Linked DNA regions of Sus scrofa: region 1 is linked to region 2. The links are chromatin contacts, called in public Hi-C maps. All regions are on one chromosome and are shown on one strand. The core of a region is the stretch at or near the end of the contact, and the rest is flanking DNA. Distances in the headings are between cores, read along the strand shown. Region 1 holds the start of FAT4 (protocadherin Fat 4). Region 2 overlaps FAT4 (protocadherin Fat 4).

Region 1 (4,750 bases), core at 583-3,082, 69 kb after region 2:
AGCCGGTAGGTGAAGCCAGGGCGCGTCTGGATGGTACCCACCAGCGTGCCAGGAGGTTGCTCCTCCAGCACCTGAAACACCTGGCGCTGCTCCGCCCCGCTGACCCGGGCCGACCCTGGGAGCAGTGACAGCAGCCAAAAGACGCGAAGGAGCTGAAATAATGATAAAGTGGGCAGCGGGAGCCACGGGCGGCCAGGAGCCCTGTCTGCTGCCAAGTCCATGTTCCTGGCTCCCTGGAACAGTGTGATATAGAGAAGGAAGAGGTGAGGCAAAAAAGTGATGACGATGACGGGGATTAAGTAGCCCCAGCAAACATGCAGCCGATGGCTTGGAGAGCTCTGCTATTTCAAAGAATCTCCTGCCCAACAGAAGCAAGTCGCATCAGCAAAAGGATCAAGGTAGCCATTTGGATGCTTAGTGCGAGAGAGATGCCTTGGGGGAAAGCGGCAGGCATTCCTCGGACACTCCTGTGCGTTGATGAGTTCCCAGAAAAGTTTCTCAAACCTTCTCTATTTTCCCCCTTCACTTTGTTTTCGAATCCGGGAGAGTCAGCGTTTTCGCCCAGGTGGATGTGAGTTGGGAGAGATTGAGGTTAATGAGGAATGAAGTTGCAAACAATTGTCCTCAGAAACTTTAGAACTTACCACAGCGAAGAAACTGAAGAGGGAAGGACAAACGTCCGTAGCGGTGTGTGGAAAGAACAATTGCTCACGGGGGAGGGGTCGATGAGGAGCCGGGAGATTCTCGAATTCCTTTCCCAAAATCTGGAGACGAGGGATTTCCTCGAATCCCCTCTCCTCAAGAACAAGGCTGCAACGCCCCTCCAACAGGGCTGCAGAAGTGGCCGCTGAGGCCCAGGCTTCGGGGTCTGAGCGCGGGCAGCTAGAAAACTGCCTTCCAAGCGCTCACAGCGGCGCTGGGGCTCCGGTATCCCGGAGCGCTCAGCTCTGTCCCTTCTCCTCCAGCCGGCGCCGCCGCCCCTGCTGCGGCTTCGAGCCCGTAGTCAGGCGCAGGCAAAATCCAGCGCTATTCGGCATTTTTAATTTTTTTTACCTCTGCCAGGACGCCTGCCGACCCATTATTTGTACATCCAAATCGAGCGCAGGTCCCTCTTTCTTCTCGGCCTCGCCAGGGTCGGACAGGAGCAGCGCTCTGTCCCCGAGTCCCCTCCCCTAACCATGCCAGGGGGATCCTTCTCCGGCGGCCCCAGTCAGAAGCCCTCTCTAGTGCGCCTCGCCCCTGACCTCGTGCCCTTTCCCTTTATTGTCCTGTGTCAGTTTCACTTTGTAATCCACAAGGCTTTTTGTTTGGGGCGGGGGTGGTGGTTGGTCCCCCTTTCTCCTTCACCCGTGGCTGTGTAGGCGGGGAAATCCGCTCTGGGCTGTGGCAGCGCCCGCAGCAGCTTCGGACGGCGGCTGTCAGCGCTCTCCCTCTTGCCTGCCCCGGCTGAAGCTAGTACCGCTGTGGAGCTGGAGCTCCTTGAGCCCCTCTCAACCTCCGGCTGGTCCCCCACACTCTCCCCGCCCCTTCCCCGCCGCACGCGCGCGCGCAGACACACACACGCACACACACACACACACACAGCGCGTCGCCGAAACACAAACAGAGGGGGAGGGAAGACCGCGAGCTAGAGCAAGACACAGAAACTTTGCTCGCCACTCATTGATCCCCGCACTTTAGTTCGCCGGACTCCCCCTAACTCCGGGTGCTGTCACCTACTGCCCCTCCCTCGCCCCATCCCCATTGGGCCGGAGCTAAAGCAGCCCCGCCTGGCACTCCTACCGCCAGCGCTCTCGGACTTTTTCGGCCTCCGACTGGCTTCTCCGGATGCTAATCACTCCAGCCTCCTGGAGGACTGTAGGCTGTCGGGTGTGGGAGATCTGCGAGTAGGAGGCGCTGGGAAGGGGGGTGATTTTTTCTTTTTCTTTTTTTTTTTTTTTTTTTTTTTTTTTTTTTTTTTTGGTCAAATCTTGGCCGGCGTTACAGCAATAACAGCAAAAGGCTGCCGCAGAATAGATGGGGGTGGGGTCAGGTTTGCAGATAAATAACTTTAGTGGCGGGGTCTGGGAGAAGACCGTTAGATTGTTATGCTAGTAATAACTCAGGGGTAAGGGGGTCGAGAGAAATAAAAGAAAGGCGGGGGGTGAGGGTCTGTTAGAGCGGGAGGAAGGATTAAGCAAAGCCTGTCTGGGAATGCAAAGCGCAGATTTGCTTTAACCGTTTCCTGCCCCTTCTCTTGCGATGGGAGAGGAGGGAGCTGCTCTACAATACAACCCGACAGAATCCAAACCAAATCTTCCTCATGCCTCCTCTGTCTACAGAGCGAGCTAACTGCAGCCCAGGTTGAGATCAACCCTGAACCTGTCCCCATTTGTCCCTCCCCCACTGTCAGGTGACTAGGACACCAAGGCCTAGGTACTGACTGCACTTTGGATTTCCTGTAGGAAAAGCCAAGGGAACTCTGTTTGTTTTGTTTCCCTTCCCAAATGGATCCCAGGTGCCAGTAGCCAAACCTTAGAGTTTCAACAATAACAATGGTAGCCCATTGGAAAGATGGAGATCTTTTCCTATTGCAAAGTTTGGAATTTTGATCTCTGTTGGAGTATTTCCTCCCAGACATTTTATAACCAATGGAATCCTGATGAAGTTTTGTTTCTTTTTGTTTTGTTTTTTTTGTTTGTTTTTTGTTTTTGTCTTGAGAAAGGGTATATATGAGAAAAATAGAAATGAATAGAGTGAAATATTAAAAATAGCCACTTGCCATGCAAGGCACTCAGATTAATTTCCCTGATATTTACTGAAGCTAATCTTTGTGGTACAATTCGGCTCTTCAAAGAAAGAAAAAAGTGACTAGAAATCAGGTATTATTTATCCTTTAAGGGAAACCATTTAGAAAATAAGAATTTAAGGCAAGTAATGTAAATATAGGGCGTGTGTTTTACTTTTCGCCACAATGACCCCTCCAAGTTTAAAACTTTTCTGATACCAGAGATGATTCAGCGATGAGTAAATACTGCCCTCTGCTGTTTTCCATCAATCTTACAGCTTTTTAGTTGTCCACTTTCTTGCTTAAAATTAAATGCAGAGACTAGAAGGATCTGGTTACAAGGATAATTCCTCCTTCTTGCCCAGGGATAGTAGCAAAGGTAGAAAAGGTCTTTAGGAGTCTCCTATTACCCTTCTTTCCTTACAGTAAAAAAAAATAATAATAATTAATTAAGCAATAGTGATAGGGCTAGAGTAGGCACAGGTGGTTATAGAAATCCTAATAGGGGATCATAGATAAAGAGGGAAACCTGGGAGATATTGGGAGCCCATTGTAAATTAAAGAAAACCATCAAAATAAGGCAGGCTTGCTTAACTAGTGGAGGTGCAAGCATTGCCTCAGGTCATTAGGTGGGGGAAAGGTTGAGGCCTGCATTCAGAGTCAGACCTAGGGCAAAAATGTAAAGATCACCTTCAGCTGATTTGAATACACCACCTTACCTGGTACCAAGGAAGAGCTACTACTCCCGGAAATGAAAAGGCAGGCCTTTCCAACCCCCACTCCCTTAGGATGATAAAACTGTGGCCCACCAGCTCCTCGAAGAGCTTCCTTGCCTGCCTGCTTGCATCTCTTACTAACATCCTATCCTAATAAATCTGCTTCTCACCTATCACTTTGTCTCTTGCTGAATTCCTTCTGTGTGGAGGCATAAAGAACCTGAGACTTGGTGAGTCCAAACGCAGGGTAAGTAACTCAAATTTAAAACTGTGGGTTTAAGTTCCAATCTGGCTTTAGGCTGGGTTTGAGTCCAGGCATGTGGGTTCAAGTCCCAATCTGTGTTCTGGCTAGGTTCAGACCGTTTAAGTGCTTGGTCAGTTTTAGTAGGCCAGACAGCAAATTCAAGTCCTCTGGTGCAGATGGCCTGTAACACAAAATTGGTGGGTGGAAACATGAATTCTAAAAATGCTGTCACCAATTCCTTTGTTTAGGTTAGGGCATTCACTTCTGCATTTTCCTCTACTATATATGTTGTTGTATTCCGAATATATGATGATTTGGAAACAGGCAAGAAAATTAGGTTTCACCATTTTTGTATTTTTAGAGCTTGAAAACTTGTGAAAGCATTGGAGGCTCTTAAAAGAGAGACATTTTAAAGCCTTTTCTCAAAACTCATATATCTGCCAATAAATCACAATCTTAATACATTATTTGGGTGTATTTTTAGCCCACAAAGATTTGTAGCTTAACTAAAGTGGAACCAACAGTTTTACAAGCAATGGCTATGATATGTGGTTTTAAGAGAATATTAGGATTTTCTTGCTTGTCTGTTGCTGTTGTTTACTAATGTACCACAGTTCAGTCCTTAAGGTAAGACAGTATAGAAGGAAAACATTTAGATACTTGTAGGCTATTGGGTACTTTTTTTTTTCTGTTTTATTGTTTGTTTGGAGAGCCTGTGAGATTATAGTCATACTTAGTCTAAATAGTATTAAATTCGTATTGAGTGCATTTAATTTGGGAAAACAGGTGAAAATCATTCATTCTGTGGAGTGAGAAGTATAATATATATTAATTTTTAAAAACAAGATACGACAAAGTATTGCAAAAAGTGTATATATTTGGTACATGAAATAACTTTTTGAACAGTTCTGCAAAAGGACTATCAAAATGATTTAGACAATGACATGGTTTTTTAAATAAATGAAAGCCTTCCATAATAACTACATTAAAGTAACACTTAAAAATAAAATCTACACATAAAAT
Region 2 (5,060 bases), core at 1,122-3,621:
ACATGATATACCTTAGACACTGCCCCTAGTTTTGCATGAAGACAATAATCTTTCAATGCAAAATACACATGTGATGTGAAGAGAAAATAATTTTTGAAGAAATTAATATTTTATTATATACTCTATAAATACGATTTTATCCACATTCTCGCTCATTTATAAGTTTCTTTGCACTCACATTAAGGGAAAATAATCTGTGAAGTTTTGCCTTATCAATGCCACTGGAAGACTATGAAATTCAGCAGAAAGACTGTGCTTATCTATTGCAAGTAAAGAAATTAGAACCCTCCTGCACTGTTGGTGGGAATGTAAACTGGTACAGCCACTATGGAGAACAGTTTGGAGATACCTTAGAAATCTATACATAGAACTTCCATATGACCCCGCAATCCCACTCTTGGGCATCTATCCGGACAAAACTCTACTTAAAAGAGACACGTGCACCCGCATGTTCATTGCAGCACTATTCACAAAAGCCAAGACATGGAAACAATCCAAATGTCCATCGACAGAGGATTGGATTAGGAAGATGTGGTATATATACACAATGGAATACTACTCAGCCATAAAAAAGAATGACATAATGCCATTTGCAGCAACATGGATGGAACTAGAGACTCTCATACTGAGTGAAATGAGCCAGAAAGACAAAGACAAATACCATATGATATCACTTAAAACTGGAATCTAATATCCAGCACAAATGAACATCTCCTCAGAAAAGAAAATCATGGACTTGGAGAATAGACTTGTGGCTGCCTGATGGGAGGGGGAGGGAGTGGGAGGGATCGGGAGCTTGGGCTTATCACACACAACTTAGAATAGATTTACAAGGAGATCCTGCTGAATAGCATTGAGAACTATGTCTAGATAGTCATGTTGCAACAGAACAAAGGGTTGGGGAAAAAATGTAATCGTAATGTATACATGTAAGGATAACCTGACCCCCTTGCTGTACAGTAGGAAAATAAAAAAAAAAAAAAAAAAGAAATTACACCTAAATTCTCTGTAGATATCAGTAAAGTTGTCACTTTTAAAATGTCTACAAAGAAGCTATTTCTTTTCCTTAGAAATGCAATAATATTCATTTTCAGGAATGACTAAAGTCTAAATGGTTGGTTGGCTAGACAGAAATTACATTAACAATAAAACAGTGAAAGAAGATGTATCACAGCAAATAATGCTTGATTAGTTGCTGTTTTTAGTGGAAACATAATTATTTACATTATTGTCTATTTATTTTTATGAAACATACTCCAAAATTAAATTTCTCAAGGATTACTATTACCATCTAAATTGTGACAGAGCATTGCACCAAAAAATAATGTTCAGAATTGTATATATTACCTCCAAATATATTAGAATAATGCCACCAGATTGTGGGTTAAACATCTTTTAATTAGTAGTTCTGCCAAAAATATTTATTTCAATAGAAGTATTTTTTTTGCTCTGATTTCTTTAATACATTTATATAACACAGAAATGGGTCACTGTGAATCTTAGGTTAAGAAAGATCATTTGTACTGCACAGATTTGTGACTTCTAGAACTTTGAGGAAAAAACTGTTGCTCCTTTTTGCATTCTCACAATTTACCCATCTCTAGCTAACTTTCTCTCTAGAGATATTTCTGTTTTAAAAGCCAACTCCAGTTATTTTTTATATTTTTATTAAGTCACATGTTCAGCAAATTTAATAAATTAGATATGTTACCAGTTGATAAGGAATGTCCTCATCAAAGTTGTCCTATATCACAAGGATATTAAGAACCAATTCAATCCCATTGAGTTCATGCCATCATACACAATTTTTATGATATGAAATCATATTTGATGATAATTCAATAATTTTATACTCTGATGATTTAAAAGAGTTTCAGGAAAAACATCTTATGTATATGTTATTTAGGGAATCTCCCACTTGAGAGATTGGAATAAAAGCTCCTAAGAATGCCCATCACTGCTTCAGATGCAGCTACGTCTGCACGAAACACCAGAAAAGTCATGAATAAACCTGAAAAAAAAAATAACTGAAGTCATTCGAATGTGCAGTACCCTTAATAGGTCATTATGATATTGTTCCAATAACACTTTGCTAGTTTGTATTGTGTAGGCACTACTGAATTCAGAGAGGAAAAAGTTTAATCTTACACTCAAAGTAATTTTTATTTCATCAGTGTGAAGTAAAATGCTTAAAGCTACCATTTAATTTTTTGTATGGAGGTTCAAGTGAGGCGTTGAAGTTGAAAGTAAATTAATGAAATTGAAATCCACACCAGGATCAGTTCAAGCATCATGCCTGACCTGTCACTTCCTTTGGCCCTGAAAAGGAAAACCCCACCTTTCCTGCCTGAGAGGAGGCTGTGTGTTAAGTATGAGTTTGCCTGAAAGGCTGTGAGAGGCTCTGTGCTGGGGAACAAATGCATCAGGATCAGGGTGGTATGTGCAAAGGAACATTCCACGACTTGACGTTAAACTTAGGGAATCAAGACAAACATTTATTAAACAAAGACGTCAGGATGGAAATATCAAAACCATGGCTCAAGTAAATAATTAAATTTATATTCAGAATGTTTGGGAACAGTGTCTCATTCATGCTCTCTTTCAAATGAAGCCCAAATACTATGTGATTCACTCAATTCAACGGGATTGACACATTTTGCCTGTTTATACTGGCTTCCAAATAACAAAGAAGCTTTACTTCGTAAATTTATGTCAAAGCCTATATGTACAGAGATTACACAGCAGAAGGTCTAATTACATTTCAGTTCAAAGTTTGACATTCTACATTAGTTTTTTGGTAGAAAAACTAACCACATAATTTAATTTGGTAGGGCATACATCTCACCCCCTTTTAAAATTTCAAGTATGAGGTTAAATGCAGTCATTAGGAACAAGAAAATTCAACATCTACTTGTATTATCATTTATGGGTTTAAACTCTAAGTACTTCCATCTCTCAACAACAAAAATAAAGAGCAGTACTGCCATGAAAGGATGGTGCCAGGGTTTGCATATTTCCTTTAATTTTGTTCTTCATTTCTTTCCCTATTTTGGGTGACCACTGGGAATTCTGCTGCCATGAATCTGGGTGAAATGTTTCACTACATCCAGAACACTTCATCATGTTGCAGAGCCAAAATCTATTATGGTTTGCAAGTGACTCATGTTTTAGTTATGAGAGAGCCCTAGCAAAGAACAGTTTATATCTAAAAGTCCTAAATGTCAGGAATGTAATGTTTGGACTGCATAGGTATGCAAGGTCCAGTCGTACTCTGTGAACAATGCTTTGAGGTATTTATTTATTTATGAGGTATAACCAACCTCATTCAAAAGAGTCTGTGGTAGCTGTAATAATAGTGTACTGTCTCATCTTGATAGCATTTCTGAACTTTTGAAACTGAAAGTAAATGACAGAGAGAAGACCTATGATTCCATGCTTTGAAAGACTGGTAGGGGTTAGATGTGAACTATTAGGGAAAATCAATGGAGCCACCACTGCACATATACAGAAACCAGAAGGTCTTGAGAACACAGGTCTGCTACAGGTCCCAGCTCTACTGAAGTTTCATGGATCATCAGAAAGTAAATCTGTGCAGTTAGGTGTAGTTTTTTTTAGAATGACAAGAAAAAAAATGAGAAAAATAAAATCATTGCATTTTGCCAGAAGCTGTGGGCTAAATGTTGTCTTGTATATTCTAACTACTAATTTACTATTTTTTTTAAAAAAGAAAACACTTTAGTAAAAGAAACATGATATAATGATAATATTTGAGGAAACAACATTTAGTAAAAGAAACATGATATAATGATAATATTTGAGGAAAAATGTGGGAATTAGAAAACTTCTCTTTTTGGAATTTTAGGCCAGCAAATACTTTGTCATTTCAAACTTTATATCTGAAATTTAAATTAAGTTTTTTGTATATTCAGATATCTGTGCACTTATTTCACATGAGTTTGTACATTTTCTATTCCAAGTGTTCTGGAATAAGAGAAGAGAGGGAAGCATATACATTTTAGATTCTTTTTGGCTTAATTTTTAAAAGCAAAGTAAAAATGACTAAAATGAGTTTTAAAACAGAACATATTTTACATATAAGCTACATGTATGTAACTGTGACCAATTATATTTCTCAAACAAAAGCAATTACATTAATCTCTCCCCACTAAAACTCTTCTAGCAGTCAGCAGCATATGTTCCTGGGGTTTTGATACATTTCTTACTAGCAAAGAAATATGTATGAGTAACAGACAGGCTTGGATAGTAGCCAGAAATGACAAGAATTGCTAGAAGTGTGGACAAGATATAGTTAACTCTATTCCCGAAATAAAATGCTTTCCATAACTCACTAAATGTGTGGTGACATAATAAAAAGCTAGTTTTGTTGTGCTTTCAATATTGTTCAAATTAGAACCAAATAAGGATTTCTGCTAAGGCAAAGGCAATCATGTGTAACCACTTCAACTTTTCCTGAAATCAATACTGCATAATTTCTGCATTTTAACAAGATTCTTAAGGATGCCTAAAAGTAAATGCAGAATAAAAGATCAAGTTAAAATATGTGCGGTTGCATAAGAAACTTATGGAAATTTTTATACTATTCTTCAAAACAAACACCCTGCAAAAGCATCCTGTAGTATACTTTTCAAAAGTTGTTAATATGAGCATGGTAAACACATTATCAAGAGGAAAATGCAGTATAAGAAAAGCAAATAAAAATATTCCACAAAATGTTTCTTCACCCTTTTTTAGCCTGATGCTGAATTTTTTAAAATAGAAAAGGCTTCTATTAAGACTGCTGAAAAATAGAAAAGTAATTTGATTTATTAAAGATATAAGCTACTATAGGTTGAATTATTGATCCCATTTCTTTACCCCTCCCTAAAAGTCCCACCCACCTTTAGGTGGAGTTTCTCTTTCTGCCTCTTGACTTTGGGCTCATCCATGATAATTGTTTTAGTCAATGGGATATTTATAAATATGATACAAGTAGAAATTTGAAATGTATTTATTCTCTTGTACCCATGCTAGAGAACTATGTCCCTGCTATTTCACTAGTA

The links. A called contact is a pair of places that touch in the nucleus more often than the background predicts.
Region 1: a contact with region 2 is called in a Hi-C map of skeletal muscle, with 4 times the contacts expected there. The contact joins the promoter of FAT4 here to the enhancer-like site in region 2. A contact is called at or near these places in 1 of 5 promoter capture datasets (liver), 5 of 47 Hi-C or Micro-C datasets (heart right ventricle, liver, retroperitoneal adipose tissue and 2 more) and 1 of 2 datasets of contacts at active chromatin or transcription factors (skeletal muscle).

The regions. Positions count from the first base shown.
Region 1 is chr8:99,310,299-99,315,048 of Sscrofa11.1, forward strand. FAT4 (protocadherin Fat 4) reads right to left here and starts at 1,833. Exons shown (of 22, transcript XM_021101611.1): 1 at 1-1,833. The coding sequence starts at 221. All of the region lies in intron 1 of LOC106504728 (a long non-coding RNA gene), which reads left to right.
Region 2 is chr8:99,241,255-99,246,314 of Sscrofa11.1, forward strand. All of the region lies in intron 2 of FAT4 (protocadherin Fat 4), which reads right to left. Among named protein-coding and RNA genes, the nearest start is that of FAT4, 68 kb to the right of the region's middle. Within about 2 kb of position 2,372, at least 20 of the 83 cell types and tissues checked have an H3K27ac peak or open chromatin away from gene starts, as enhancers often do. A contact at or near this core is called in liver, skeletal muscle and subcutaneous adipose tissue, where this site is marked.